Linked DNA regions of Aedes albopictus: region 2 is linked to region 1. A link is a contact called in public Hi-C data. All regions are on one chromosome and are shown on one strand. The core of a region is the stretch at or near the end of the contact, and the rest is flanking DNA. Distances in the headings are between cores, read along the strand shown.

Region 1 (6,853 bases), core at 290-2,789:
AACGAAATTTTGTCGGTTTATCTGATGGCCAAAAAGTTTGGCGGTAAGATTTGTGCAGGCATCGTTTCGTGTGAATTAATAAACAATTGTTTTATTTTTTGCAGTGAAAGTTTGTCCTCACGCAGGTGGTGTTGGTCTGTGCGAGATGGTCCAGCACCTGCAGATGTGGGACTACACGTCGGTTTCATGTACCAAGCAAGATCGGATGGTAGAATTTGTCGATCAACAACATGAACAATTCCTTCATCCAGCGATTATCAACGAAAACGCATGCTACGTTGCTCCAACTGCGCCCGGATATTCCACCGAGTTGAAGCAGGAAGCGGTTGCGATGTTTGAATATCCAATTGGCACCGAGTGGCAAAGGATGTTTGCTGAAGGGATTTTCAAAAGTGTATAAGATTGTATTTTTTTAATTTCCATTTGCGGCAATTATGTTTTCAATCAATGTTTCAATCAATTTGCTTCACCTTATAGATAATGGGTAATGAAATCGGAATTGAAATCAAGTTGATTTGAAATGGATCATTCTAGATAGATCGAGTTCAGCTGGTTCAGCTGCGTGAAGAACATGGCATTACCAACACGGTTGGTACCTGATCTACCAGGAAGAGTTTTTGTAGGTGATTTATTTTAAACCGATGACAACCGCTATCGTTAGATCTCGCGTTTGATGAAGAACTTAAATATTTATTTCAACCTAGATAGTTGATGGGATGATTACGCAACGATACAATGCAATAAGTTCACGTGATTTATGGTCTGTTTCGGCCTGGGCAGTCTTGGAAACAGCAAAAACGGATTTGCCTTTTTATCCGACGGTTTCGGTTTTTATTAAACCATGAACAGTACAAAAAAACGAGCCTATAATCCTTGAAAAAGGTTTAATAAAAACCGAAACCGTCGGATAAAAAGGCAAATCCGTTTTTGCTGTTTCCAAGACTGCCCAGGCCGAAACAGACCAAAAATCACGTGATATTAGGTCCACAGTCGCAAAACAATTCTTGTACAATGCAATAAGTTTTATTGCAAGGTGCAAATAGGAATTGAAACTCCCCTGATAAACTAACACAATACACGGACCGTAATGTAGACGGTTCAACAATACCGCATACTGTTCGAACCGGTCGATCTGTATCCCGAATGGGTGGTTAAGCAAATCTTATGGTGATCGTTTATGCGGGTCCTTTTAGTTGCCCATAAACTACGTAGACATATGGTCATATTAGCTCCCACTCCCCTCGTAGACTTTGGTCAGAATCATCCCCTCCCCCCCTTCCAAGAGTCTACAAAGTTTATGGACGGACCCAAATAATTCTAGATTGAGTATGAATAAGGGTAACATGAGAGAGTTCTCTTCAGCGACTCTCTCTCTTCTGCAAATTAAAGTGACAAGATGCAAATTCAATCGAACTTTTTTACACTCAGACGCTAGATTGCATCGCAAGCTAGCGATTTTTGACTAAAAAGTGCAACAATACTTGCATCGATGAAGAGAACTCTCTCATGTTACTTTCGCTCTTATTTAAACTCAATCTAGAATTACCTGTCTATTTATTTGAGTAAATTTCTTGTTCCGAGTACTCAAAATATTTTTTTTTTCTGAGAGTGTAACAATGTGTGCAAGCAATCCATTAAATCATTCTGAACGTGTACGCAACATTGAAATATTTCTGTGTTGCAGCTCGGTCTGTTGTGATACAACAATGCAAGATTTCACTGTTTTGGTGCATTTGGCGCGGAAGCGAAGCTCTTTATCTGTTGGTCAGTGAAGATTCTCAAAACGTTGAAGGTGTTCTGGAGTTCTCGTAATTTTTTGATAAAAAGTAAAACTGTAAAGTTTAAAACTAGTGCAAAATGCCATTCAAACGGTCGGCAATGCGATACGGCCACATAGCGGGTTACACCAGTGCGGTCTACCAGGAAAACGGCGAGCGAATCATCAGTTTCGGCTACGACGGCGATGTTCGAGTGTGGGATGGTGTGTTTGATGACGACGCGAGTACGACCTGTTTGGCAGAGAACGTGTGGGCCCTGCTGCAGTACGGTGACCGGGTGCTGGTTGCCAACGATCTGAACACCGTCCAGGCGTACAAGTATCCGGAGCTGGAAAAGGATGGAATCGAGTTCCGGTTCACGGCGTTCGTGACTAGTTTGGTAAGGAATGGCCAGTATCTGGCGGCGGGATCCGAGGATGGAACCATTAAGGTGAAACCGACGGGGGCAGAAGGTGACGAGTTTGAGCTCGGAGGATTGGCAGGACCCGTCCTGAGTATGGCGTTGAGTCCGAAGAATCTGCTGGCAGCTAGTTGCGGTGATGGGAAATTGCGGGTATGGGACTTAGCGAGCAAAAAGTTGTTGAAAACGTTGGACGGTCTGAAGAAGGTGAAGAGTTTCGAGGGAAACGTGTACTTTGGTAAGTGATGTGGATTCAAGGCTTGACACATTCTAAATAATGGTTTATTTCTTATTTCAGCGACTCCAAGTTTCGACCCGAAACGTGGCTCCGTTTTGGCCTTTCCCAGAGGAAAAGAAATAGTTGTGCTGAATACGACGACCTGGGACCAACAGAAGTTTCTGAAACATAAAAGCTTATCTGCCGAGTTCACATGTGGAGCGTTCTCGCCACGGGGAGAATTCTTTGCAGCTGGCAGTGCCAAAGGAGAGGTCGTCATATGGGACTACCAGACCGGGGAGCTAGTGAAAGGTGAAGAGGTCTCGATTGATTCCAATCCGCTGATCAGCTTGACGTGGCATCCCAAGAACAATGGAGAGTTGGTCATCTGCGATGATCAGGGACAACTGGGGAATGTCAATGACATTTTTAATGACAATGACGACGCTGACGATGGTAATGATCTGATGGAAATGGCCGAGAAGGAAGCGAACGGGGCAGCCGAAGAAGACGATGATGATGATTTGGATGAAATGTACTCAAAACGTAAGTAGAAAAGCAAACCTACTGACCAATTACTTAACAGAGAGATTGTTTAATTTCCGCTCCATCTGACATCTGATCATCAGATGATCTGACACGTGAATGCCTCAACCGCGTTTAGGGCTCAAATCAGAATAACAAATGCTCAAGAACTAAAAGCACTTTTTCCCAAAATGATTCACATATCAAAGAAAATAAGAATGTCCGATTGTTTATTTGGTCAATTATGACAATCGGACACGCTGGTTTGGTTCGCTTTTTCGTCATTATGGAAAAAGTGCTTTTTCAGTTTGAGATAATATGCGATTCTTAATGATACCAGACTGTCCTGTAAAATACAGATTTTAGGCAAACATGAAGTTTCTCTCAAGGTTTCTCCTGAAACATGTATTATCTAAACTGGTTTGATTTCCTGCTTGTTGAACCACTGTGCGACTTCATTTCATTGCTAATTACCTATAATTTTGATAATACATTGGTGGCTATTTGTCTCCAGTTCCGCACTCTGCGTAGGGTCCGCAGATCGTCCTCCACTTGGTCGACCCACCTAGCTCGCTGCGCTCCACGTCTTCTTGTACCGGTCGGATGGCTCTCCAGAACCATTTTAGTCGGGTTGCTATCCGACATCCTGATTATGTGACCCGCCCACCGTAGCCTCCCGATTTTCGCGGTATGGCCGATGGTTGGTTCTCTCAGCAGCTCGTGGTTCATTTGCCTTCTCCAAGTCCCGTCTTCCATCTGCACTCCACCGTAGATGGTACGCAACACCTTCCGTTCGAAAACTCCAAGGGTGCGTTGGTCCTCTGCACGTAGGGTCCATGTTTCGTGCCCATAGAGGACGACCGGTCTAATCAGCGTTTTGTAGATAGTTAACTTCGTTGCGGCGAACTTTATTCGATCGTAGAGTTCTGCGGAGTCAAAAGTAAGCACGATTTCCTGCCACAATGCGCCTCTGAATTTCTCTGCTGGTGTCGTTGTCGGCGGTCACCAGTGAGCCCAAGTACACGAATTCTTCAACCGCCTCGATTTCATCACCGTCGATATAAATTCGGGGTGACGGGCGCGCTGATTCCTCCCTGGAGCCCGTTGCCATCATGTACTTTGTCTTCGACACATTAATGATTAATCCGATTCGTCCTGCTTCACTCTTTAGTCGGATGTATGTTTCCGCCATCGTCTCAAATTTACATAATATCAATAATATCAATATCATCGGCGAAACCAAGCAGCTGAACGGATTTCGTGAAAATCGTCCCACTCGTGTTTATCCCCGCTCTCCTTATTACACCCTCCAAAGCAATGTTGAACAGCAAGCACGAAAGACCATCACCTTGCCGTAATCCTCTGCGAGATTCGAAGGGACTCGAGAGTGTCCCTGATACTCGAACTACGCACATCACTCGATCAATCGTCGCCTTGATCAATCGTATCAGTTTATCCGGGAATCCGTATTCGTGCATAATCTGCCATAGCTGTTCTCCATCGATTGTATCATACGCCGATTTGAAATCGATGAACAAGTAATGTGTGGGCACGTTGTATTCGCGGCATTTCTGCAACACCTGGCGGATGGCGAACATCTGGTCCGTTGTAGCGCGTTCATCCATAAATCCAGCCTGATATTGCCCCACGAACTGTTTTGCAATCGGTGATAGTCGGCGGCATAAAATTTAAGAGAGTATCTTGTAGGCAGCGCTCAGTATTGTTATCGCGCGGTAGTTCCCGCAATCTAACTTTCGCCCTTTTTGTAGATGGGACACACGATACCTTCCATACATTCCTCCGGTAATACTTCCTCCTCCCAAATCTTGGTAATGACCCAATGTAGTGCTCTTACCAGTGCTTTTCCACCGTATTTTAGTAACTCGCTTGGTAGTTGATCTACTCCAGCGGCTTTGTTGTTTTTTAATCGGCTAACTTCCTCTTCAATCTCTTGGAGGTTAGGGGCTAGAAATCTTTCGTCCTGCGCACGTACTCCTAGATCTGTTACCGCGCCACCTTCGCTGCTTGCAATGTCGCCATTGAGGTGCTCATCGTAATGCTGCCGCCACCTCTCGACCACCTCACGCTCGCTCGTGAGAATATTCCCGTGATTATCTCGGCACATGTCGGCTTGTGGCACAAAGCCTCTGCGCTAGCGGTTCAGCTTCTCGTAGAACTTTCGTGTCTCCTTAGCGCGGTGCAGCTCTTCCACCGCTTCGCGATCTCGTTCTTCCTGCTGGCGCTTCTTCATCCGGAAGACTGAGTTCTGCCTGTTCCGCGCCTGTTTGTAACGTGCCTCATTCGCTCTTGTACGGTGTTGCAGCAACATTGGTAATATCCAATAAATCCAGTATTTTCACCCATATGAAAACCATTGATACTGTAATGTATTCACTTTAGTTTTTAAGACCTATATTTCTATTTCAAGACTATTTCTTAAAACTACTTGTCAAAGAAGTTTCTATCTTGGGGGTTTAGACTTAAATGAAAAGAACGCATACGTGTTGCTGTTACCAGATCACAGAATGTTCTGCAGCTGGGTTTATTTCAGAATCCTTTCTAACATACAATTAATCGATCGGCTATTTGCCCGTATAACGAAAGGGATTGTACCTACCTTCTTCCGAACGCTATAAATTTAGAAAGTAACGCGTTACGCTACAGATACATATGAATAAAATTCGTAATAGAGCGGCTTAGTTTTTTTTGTGCCGTTCTAAAAGAGGACCTCATCCTTATGGTCGTTATTGAGAATATTACGTAACTTACTGGAATAATCTGCCGCCAGTTACCTCAGCAAACTGTAGTACAGTACTTAACATAATACGAAACTCAACGATAATATTTATAAACACTACCTAAACGTTCATATTACAGACGTTGCCGGCACAAAACAAGTGGCCGAAGAATCCGATGACGATGATAACACCGTTTCCGTGAACAGACTCAAAAGCCAATTTGCGCTGCCCACCGAAGACCAAGATGATAAACCGGAACCGGAAGTTGGAAAACCGGAGGATGATAAATCGGACGATGAAAATCCGGACGATGAAAAACCGCAGCAGGTGAAAGCCGCATCACCGCGTATAGATTACGATGACGATGATGACGCGCGCTCGGTGATGAGTGACACTTCCGTAAAATCCTACCCGATGCAGCGATACTTCCAACCAGGATCCACACCGGAAAAACTGGCGCACCGATATTTGGTGTACAATCACGTGGGTATAGTGCGGGGTCATACCGACGGTAATGAAAAAGCCATCGAAGTTGAATTTCATGATTCCTCCAAGCATCACGGAATGCATTTGGCCAATTTCCAAAATCATACGGTGGCCGGCTTGAGCGAGACTGTGCTAGCCATGGGGTGCTCTACCGGAACGGACTGCAACAGTAAGCTGGTGTGCATCAATCTGGTAGCCTTCGGTAATCGGGAATGGAGCAGTATTATGCCGGATATGGAAGAAATTGTCGGCGTCGTCGCTTCGGATAAAACGGTAGTCGCGGCCACCACTGCTGGTCTGCTGCGAGTTTACTCCGCGAAAGGAACACAGAGGGAGGTGATAGCGATACCTGGTCCACTGGTTTCGATGGCTGCCTACGGTGATCACGTCTTGGTCGCTTACCATCGGTCCCCGGCGACCAGGGACCAGCATCTCAATCTGATGATCATCACGTGCGTCAACTATCGATTGCGATGCCGAGAAGTGTCAATCCCATTGACGCCCGAATCGGAACTTCGTTGGCTGGGCTACTCGGACAAAGGATCACCGGTGATCTACGATTCGGCAGGCAGCATGCGCCTTTATCATGCAGCTTCCAACCTGTGGTTTCCGATTATGGACGCCGAAAAGCACAAAATTGGCGCCAGCGACAGTTTGTTCATCGTAACGGTGTCCGAATCGAGGCAGCAGGCCCAGATCATCGTTTGCC
Region 2 (6,387 bases), core at 1,695-4,194, 180 kb before region 1:
TACGGCTTGATACTGAGTTACTGTGTTGTACATATAGATGGAAGCTTCTATGCAAGCCCTATACCAATGAATCTGGCGAACTTAATCAGCATGTATATGCTGCGCGAGAAGCTTCTATGCCACCAAGTCATAGCTCTTTTCTCGGCTCCTATGTAACCACTAACTGAATAACATCTTGAGAAGGCGCTTTTTCAGCCTTTTCGCAGTTGTTAAATAATAGTTATACGGCATCCCCAAATTAAACGATTAAATATAATTAGGTTATGGATACCGTGACGCAATACATGTGGAACTGGAATTATCACTTTTAAAATTGAATAATTAAAGTACTTGCCGCTCTTTGGAATCGAACTCCCGATCTCCGTATTCACTGGTCCCGATGATGTCCTCGCTGCCACACTGCTATATATAAAAACATAGAAAATAGCCCGTTTTGTTTTACTCCAGACAAGGCTTCATAATTGTGCCACAAGAAACCTTACCCAACTACATCTTGCTGCAAAAGCTTGTGAAACGTCAAACGCAATGTTTACATTGAACAAGCTGTGTGATTGCGCCAACAGATTCTTCTTCACAGCTTCTAGCTGAAAGAGTGTTCTTTAAACGGCTACGAAGCGCTGCTGTTTTGTGTTTTGGCAACATTACAAAACGTACTGTATAAAAGCAGCTATTGTAGTGGCTGGGACTCTTACTCGATTTGCACATCTTCCGGAAAATCTTCCAGCATTGAATTAAAGTGCAATAAAAGCAACCCAAATAATTTCACAGCACAGAGATGGATAGCTGTAAAGAATTTGTGTAGTAGCTATATATCCCGCTTAAAGTTTGTTTTGACAATAATGTTTACATCCGACAAGCCGTGTTGGTAAACCAACAGTTTCTTTATTACAGCTTCTAGTTGTAATAATATCGCATAACGGCCTTTAAAGCGCTGCTGGTTTGGGGATTTGTCAGTATAACGAATTGTACTGTATAGTAGCAGCTGTTTTGTTAGTGGGGACTCCTATTCGATGTGTTCAAGTTTACACATCTTCCGGGAAATCTCCCGGAGTTGGAATAGAGTGGAGTAAAGGCAGCCCCAGTGACAAGCAATGGATTTCTGAAAACCAAGTTTGGTAGCTGGATTGTGCTTGTTTTGCAGTCGTGTATTAGCTTATGATTTATATTTGACTAGCTTTCCTTTTATTCAGCGTTGACTGCTTTTACTCGATGGTTACACAACAGAAAGCAAATGACTGAAGCTTATAGCGCTGAAAATGTTAGTTGGGAATGTTTACATTGAACAAGCTGTGTGGTTGCGCCAACAGATTCTTCTTCACAGCTTCTAGCTGAAAGAGTGTTCTTTAAACGGCTACGAAGCGCTGCTGTTTTGTGTTTTGGCAACATTACAAAACGTACTGTATAAAAGCAGCTGTTGTAGTGGCTGGGACTCTTACTCGATTTGCACATCTTCCGGCAAATCTTCCGGCATTGAATTAAAGTGCAATAAAAGCAACCCAAATAATTTCACAGCACATACATGGATAGCTGTAAAGAATTTGTGTAGTAGCTATATATCCCGCTTAAAGTTTGTTGTGATAATAATGTTTATATCCGACAAGCCGTGTTGGTAAACCAACAGTTTCTTTATTACAGCTTCTAGCCGTAATGAAATCGCATAACGGCCTTTAAAGCGCTGCTGGTTTGGGGATTTGTCAGTATAATAAATTGTACTGTATAGTAGCAGCTGTTTTGTTAGTGGGGACTCCTATTCGATGTGTTCAAGTTTTCACATCTTCCGGGAAATCTCCCGGAGTTGGAATAGGGTGGAGTAAAGGCAGCCCCAGTGACAAGCAATGGATTTCTGAAAACCGAGTTTGGTAGCTGTATTGTACTTGTTTTGCAGTCGTGTATTAGCTTATGATTTATACACAGACAAACAGACGTAACACTTGCGAAATTTCTATCGACCACGCTTTTAACGATCATTTCAAATTTTCATAGTTGTGGCTCTCACAACCAGAGGCGCGTACATCGTTTTTCTATGCGTTTGACGTTTCACACTAGCGCCTTCTATTGACGATATTGCACACCACAGTGATTCGTGCAACTTTTTCACCAGGTGATGGTAGTGTGAACTGGGCGATGGATTTCCATGAAAATCGTTCAAGGTGTTACGTCTGTTTGTCTGTGATTTATATTTGACTAGCTTTCCTTCTATTCAGCGTTGACTGCTTTTACTCGATGGTTACACAACAGAAAGCAAATGACTGAAGCTTATAGCGCTGAAAATGTTAGTTGGGTAAGCAGCACAGGGCCTGGCCGTTTTAATATTTGGGTCACATCATCTCTGATATGCTACAAATATTAATGCTGACAAGAAAATATCAGAAAAAAAATAGATATTTCCAGGATGCTTTTCAATACTGGCTGTGCAACGACTAGAATAGAATAGATAGGATAGAATAGAACGGCTTCATTGGGATGTTTCGTTCGCATGTTATGTGCGGTCCCACATATGCAATTCATTTTTATGTTTTGAAATAATATAGAACGGACTCACCAATCCTTGTGCCTCGTACGGCTCTTCTATCAGAGCAATTGCTTCATCAAAAGGCGTTTCCAGCATCATCAAATCTCCTCGTCCCAAGCGGCAAGCTAACTCTTTTCGGAGAACAAACTCAAAAAGAACTGCACGGCCGCTACCGCTACTAGCTGTATCGTGTGTTCTGATCCTGCAAAAATATGCATATTTTTGTTCGAAGTAGTTTGATTCTAGAAATATATAAATGAGTCAATTAATAGCTTCAATCGTTGAAGTGTTAGAATTTGGAAAACATCGTCCACTGTTTTCTGCGGTGTGACGCAACAATTTGAGTGCATAGTTATGTAGCAACGACTCTGATACATCTTTTGCGTTGCATCTGGTCGTCGTATCCTTATCGAATGTCAAAGAAGAAAACAACTCCAAGTCGGTTGTTTACAAGCAAATTTGAAACGTTACTTTAGCTTTAATCTGTAGACATTATCGTTGAAATTTCTTCAGATTAGATTAGATTAGAGAATTAAATTCAGGTGACTGCATCCGCCAAATTAAACCAGAAGCAAAAAAAAAGTCTCTCACACTTTTGTAGAAGTTTTAAGCAAAGGTACGTTTTCGGCTGTCTGGTACATTCATTATTATATGTTAACAACTCATGTTACAATCCTGTCAGATGTCGAAAAACCACAATTACCTCGAGGCAGCACAATCCGGAAATCTGTCCATGTTGAAGTTCTACATTGGATTGCACCCGCAGGAAGTCGACATCAACTATCAGGATGCAAAATTGTGTAGCGCTCTGCACCGGGCAGTGCACTGTAGTCGCAATTCGTACGAAACGGTGAAGATGTTGATTGAAGCCGGCATCGATTGTGGCCTACGGAACGAGCGGAATGAAATCGCGGCTGAGATGGCTCGCCGCTTTGGGCGAGGAGATTTGATGATCCTGATGTTGCAATGGGAGTTTCGAGACACTCCAAAACGGGAAATTTTCTATCAACTTCTACGAAGGAATAGTATGGAGCTGGTTTGTGTGTATACATTACAATGGAAACTGCCCTTTGATGAAGCAATTGCTTTGATAGAAGAGGCGTACGAGGCATTACGCCTGAAAGGGGTAAAACTAGAAGAACAAACCAGGTACGAAGTGCTTCAGGAACTTGTCAAGCATTACGGAACGGATCCGACTACCTGTCGATGGCAGGATATTGCTTTCGGAAAGGATCAATTGCTAGAGTACATTGATTTTGTGCTGCAAAACACAGATGAAGACAATCTGAATGAAATAAGTGACGAAGTCCTAATGGCAATGCGAGAAATAATGAAACATATGTATCTGGGGAGGGAACGGTATGACGAAGCGTTAATGGAGGTTCAGCATTGTTTGTGTGTGTTCATTGCGACCTGTGATGAATTGCCGGGAATGGAATTTTTCACACTAATTATCAACAAACAACTGGTGCTAAGATTTCTTCGATTTGTGGCGAAACAGCTTCGAGGGAGCGGCATTCTTTCTAGCAAGGACAGAAAGGTTCGAAGGCAGTTAAGAAAAACGTTTGTATTGCTGAAAGAGTGGCATTCTGTGACAAAAATACTATTTCACTTATCAGAAGCATGTAAAATTGATTTGAAGCAAACGGATAACAGGACTGCCAAGCAGCTATTTATGGATCGATGCGTTCAAGTGGTAGGTGAAGCTATCAAAAGCACTAAATTATGTACGAATCTATCGAATCGAATGCAAGCTGCCTTTGAGTTCATGACTTCTAGTGAAACGACATCATGTTATAAAAGTATTCGAGAGTTTCACTCGCATGGCTACCCGGTGGCAAAGTACTTGTTTGAAAAAGAGAACGATTACAACTCATACTTGAAATTGCAGAAAAATTTCAAAACTGCGTTAAGTTTTTTCGAATGCATGCGTTCCACATTGATGATAGCTATACAAAAACGATTCCTTGGTTCTCTGTACAAGATGCAGAAGGTTAAACAAGCTCGATCGTTAGCTATGTATGCCAACGAAAACTTAGTTGGAGCTTATGGAGATCCAGCTGCTCATCATGAAACCTTTTACAGTGAACAAATATCATCCAAAGTGATAGATGATTTGAAAATTCTCCTGAAAGACGACTCAGAAAACTATAAATTGTTGTCAATCATAGAGCAGCAATTGAAATCCCATTTCGCAGACATGTCCAGGACCAGATCCAATCATCTTCAATTTGGTAAAAGTTTTGGGTCATTCCTACGAGCAGCAAGGACTTGTCAAAATATTAATGATCTCAGATCAGTGCTCAAATTTTCCCTAGTACTTCCTGGTCCGAAATGTTTCATAGAATGTTACTCTCAGCAACGCCGAAGCATAGGTAGTTTAGCACGTACTTTAATGTACCATTTGATGGAAAGATACGGATCCAGCAGAAATCAGCATATAGTGGACACCGCCTATCAACTGCTCAACCTATTTGACAATGAGTCTGTTTCGGGGCTGGATAGGCTGCAGCTAAAACGGGCAAATTTTTCATCCGAAGGCTACGTGGAGCATATACTTCGTGAGTCCGGAGCATACGATTATTACCAAAAAGTCCCGTCTGAAGTTCGCAAAAAACTGCGAAAGAACGTGGACGAAAATGTTTTCAACGTTGCAGATCGCTTACGGATTCTCAGATTACCAGAAAGTGAGAAACTGAAAACATTTCGCAAGAACCAGGAAGATGAGTTTCAAAGTGCGTTCGATCGAAAAGTTGCAACATTGAAACGCATGTTGCAGAACTGTGGACAATCAACTGGGAAGCTGTTTGAGTATGAGATAACTGGATACAATTTGGAGTCCATTGCGATGCAACATGTTCTTTTGGAGATTTGTGAGATTCTTCTAGGGGTAGGAGCCCTCCAGTTAAATATCCAGCAACTCGATCATAGAGTTCCGATCGTGAGTGGTAAAAATATTCGAAATAGTTTGGCACACGACATGATCATGTATGACGTTATCAGTGAAAGTCGAGTTAATGACTTTTGCAACGCTGTTTACTACGGCACTTTGTGTCTGAAATTGTACGATAAAAAAGATTGGCCAAAAGCAGTCCCTTTCAGGAAGGAAGGATCCGGTAAATTACGTGATAAGCTAAATTGGTTCAATATGCAAAGGCATTTGTATGAACAGCTAAAGGATATCGAGAAATTTAAGTTCAAACGTGATAAAATTGATAAACACGATATCCTTGGACGTATGAGGGAAACCAAAGCGGACTTCACAACATTTCACAACAATGCACTGCTCCAAGCTGTACGACATAATATGCAGCACTTTATTGATCATATTGATGGAGTTAGGTTCTCCAAGGAATATCACCACCTAATCAACGAAATCGGTCATCCTTTGATTCCTCGCAAAACTCCTAATCAAATGAGTTACCCGGAAAAGTCACAGATATTGCTCAATATTTGCTTGGAGGTTGGAGATTTTCGATCTTATCGGACTATCACTGAAAAATACAACGCTTCTTTTACATACGAAGCAGCATACAAACGTAATACAGCTGTTTTAAATCATTTAGAGGATCTGAAACTAAAACTTTCCTCGCAAATGCTACTCGATAGCATTACATCAGGAAATATTTCAGCATTTAAATGGCTTCTTAAAAAGCTAGATCCGGAAACTATAAGATCATGCTCTCCTCTTCAAATAGCTTTGGTTACTGGACAGCTGGAAATGGCAAATGAACTAGTCCGTATTGCAACTCCTGACGAGAAAAATGCAAAAATTGCTGTTATTTACAGTTTTAATGACATTTTCGAGCAAATACTTCCATTTGTTAAAAACTCCAAATCATTATGCACATATGCTGTTGCAAGTGGCAACCTTG

Evidence for each region. Hi-C and Micro-C count contacts between places; a contact is called where the count stands out from the background.
Region 2: a Hi-C map of whole body shows a contact between it and region 1, with 6 times the contacts expected there. The contact joins the promoter of LOC109413136 here to the promoter of LOC109418109 in region 1. A contact is called at or near these places in 2 of 3 Hi-C or Micro-C datasets (embryo and whole body).

What each region holds. Positions count from the first base shown.
Region 1 is chr2:468,692,439-468,699,291 of AalbF5, reverse strand. LOC109418109 (WD repeat and HMG-box DNA-binding protein 1) reads left to right here and starts at 1,539. Exons shown (of 6, transcript XM_019692297.3): 1 at 1,539-2,416; 2 at 2,477-2,941; 3 at 5,798-6,853. The coding sequence starts at 1,858. LOC109418108 (mitochondrial enolase superfamily member 1) reads left to right here. Exons shown (of 9, transcript XM_029870889.2): 8 at 1-43; 9 at 105-509. The coding sequence ends at 400.
Region 2 is chr2:468,872,141-468,878,527 of AalbF5, reverse strand. It overlaps LOC109413136, which reads left to right and starts at 2,944. Exons shown (of 2, transcript XM_019692292.3): 1 at 2,944-3,128; 2 at 3,195-6,387. The coding sequence starts at 3,195.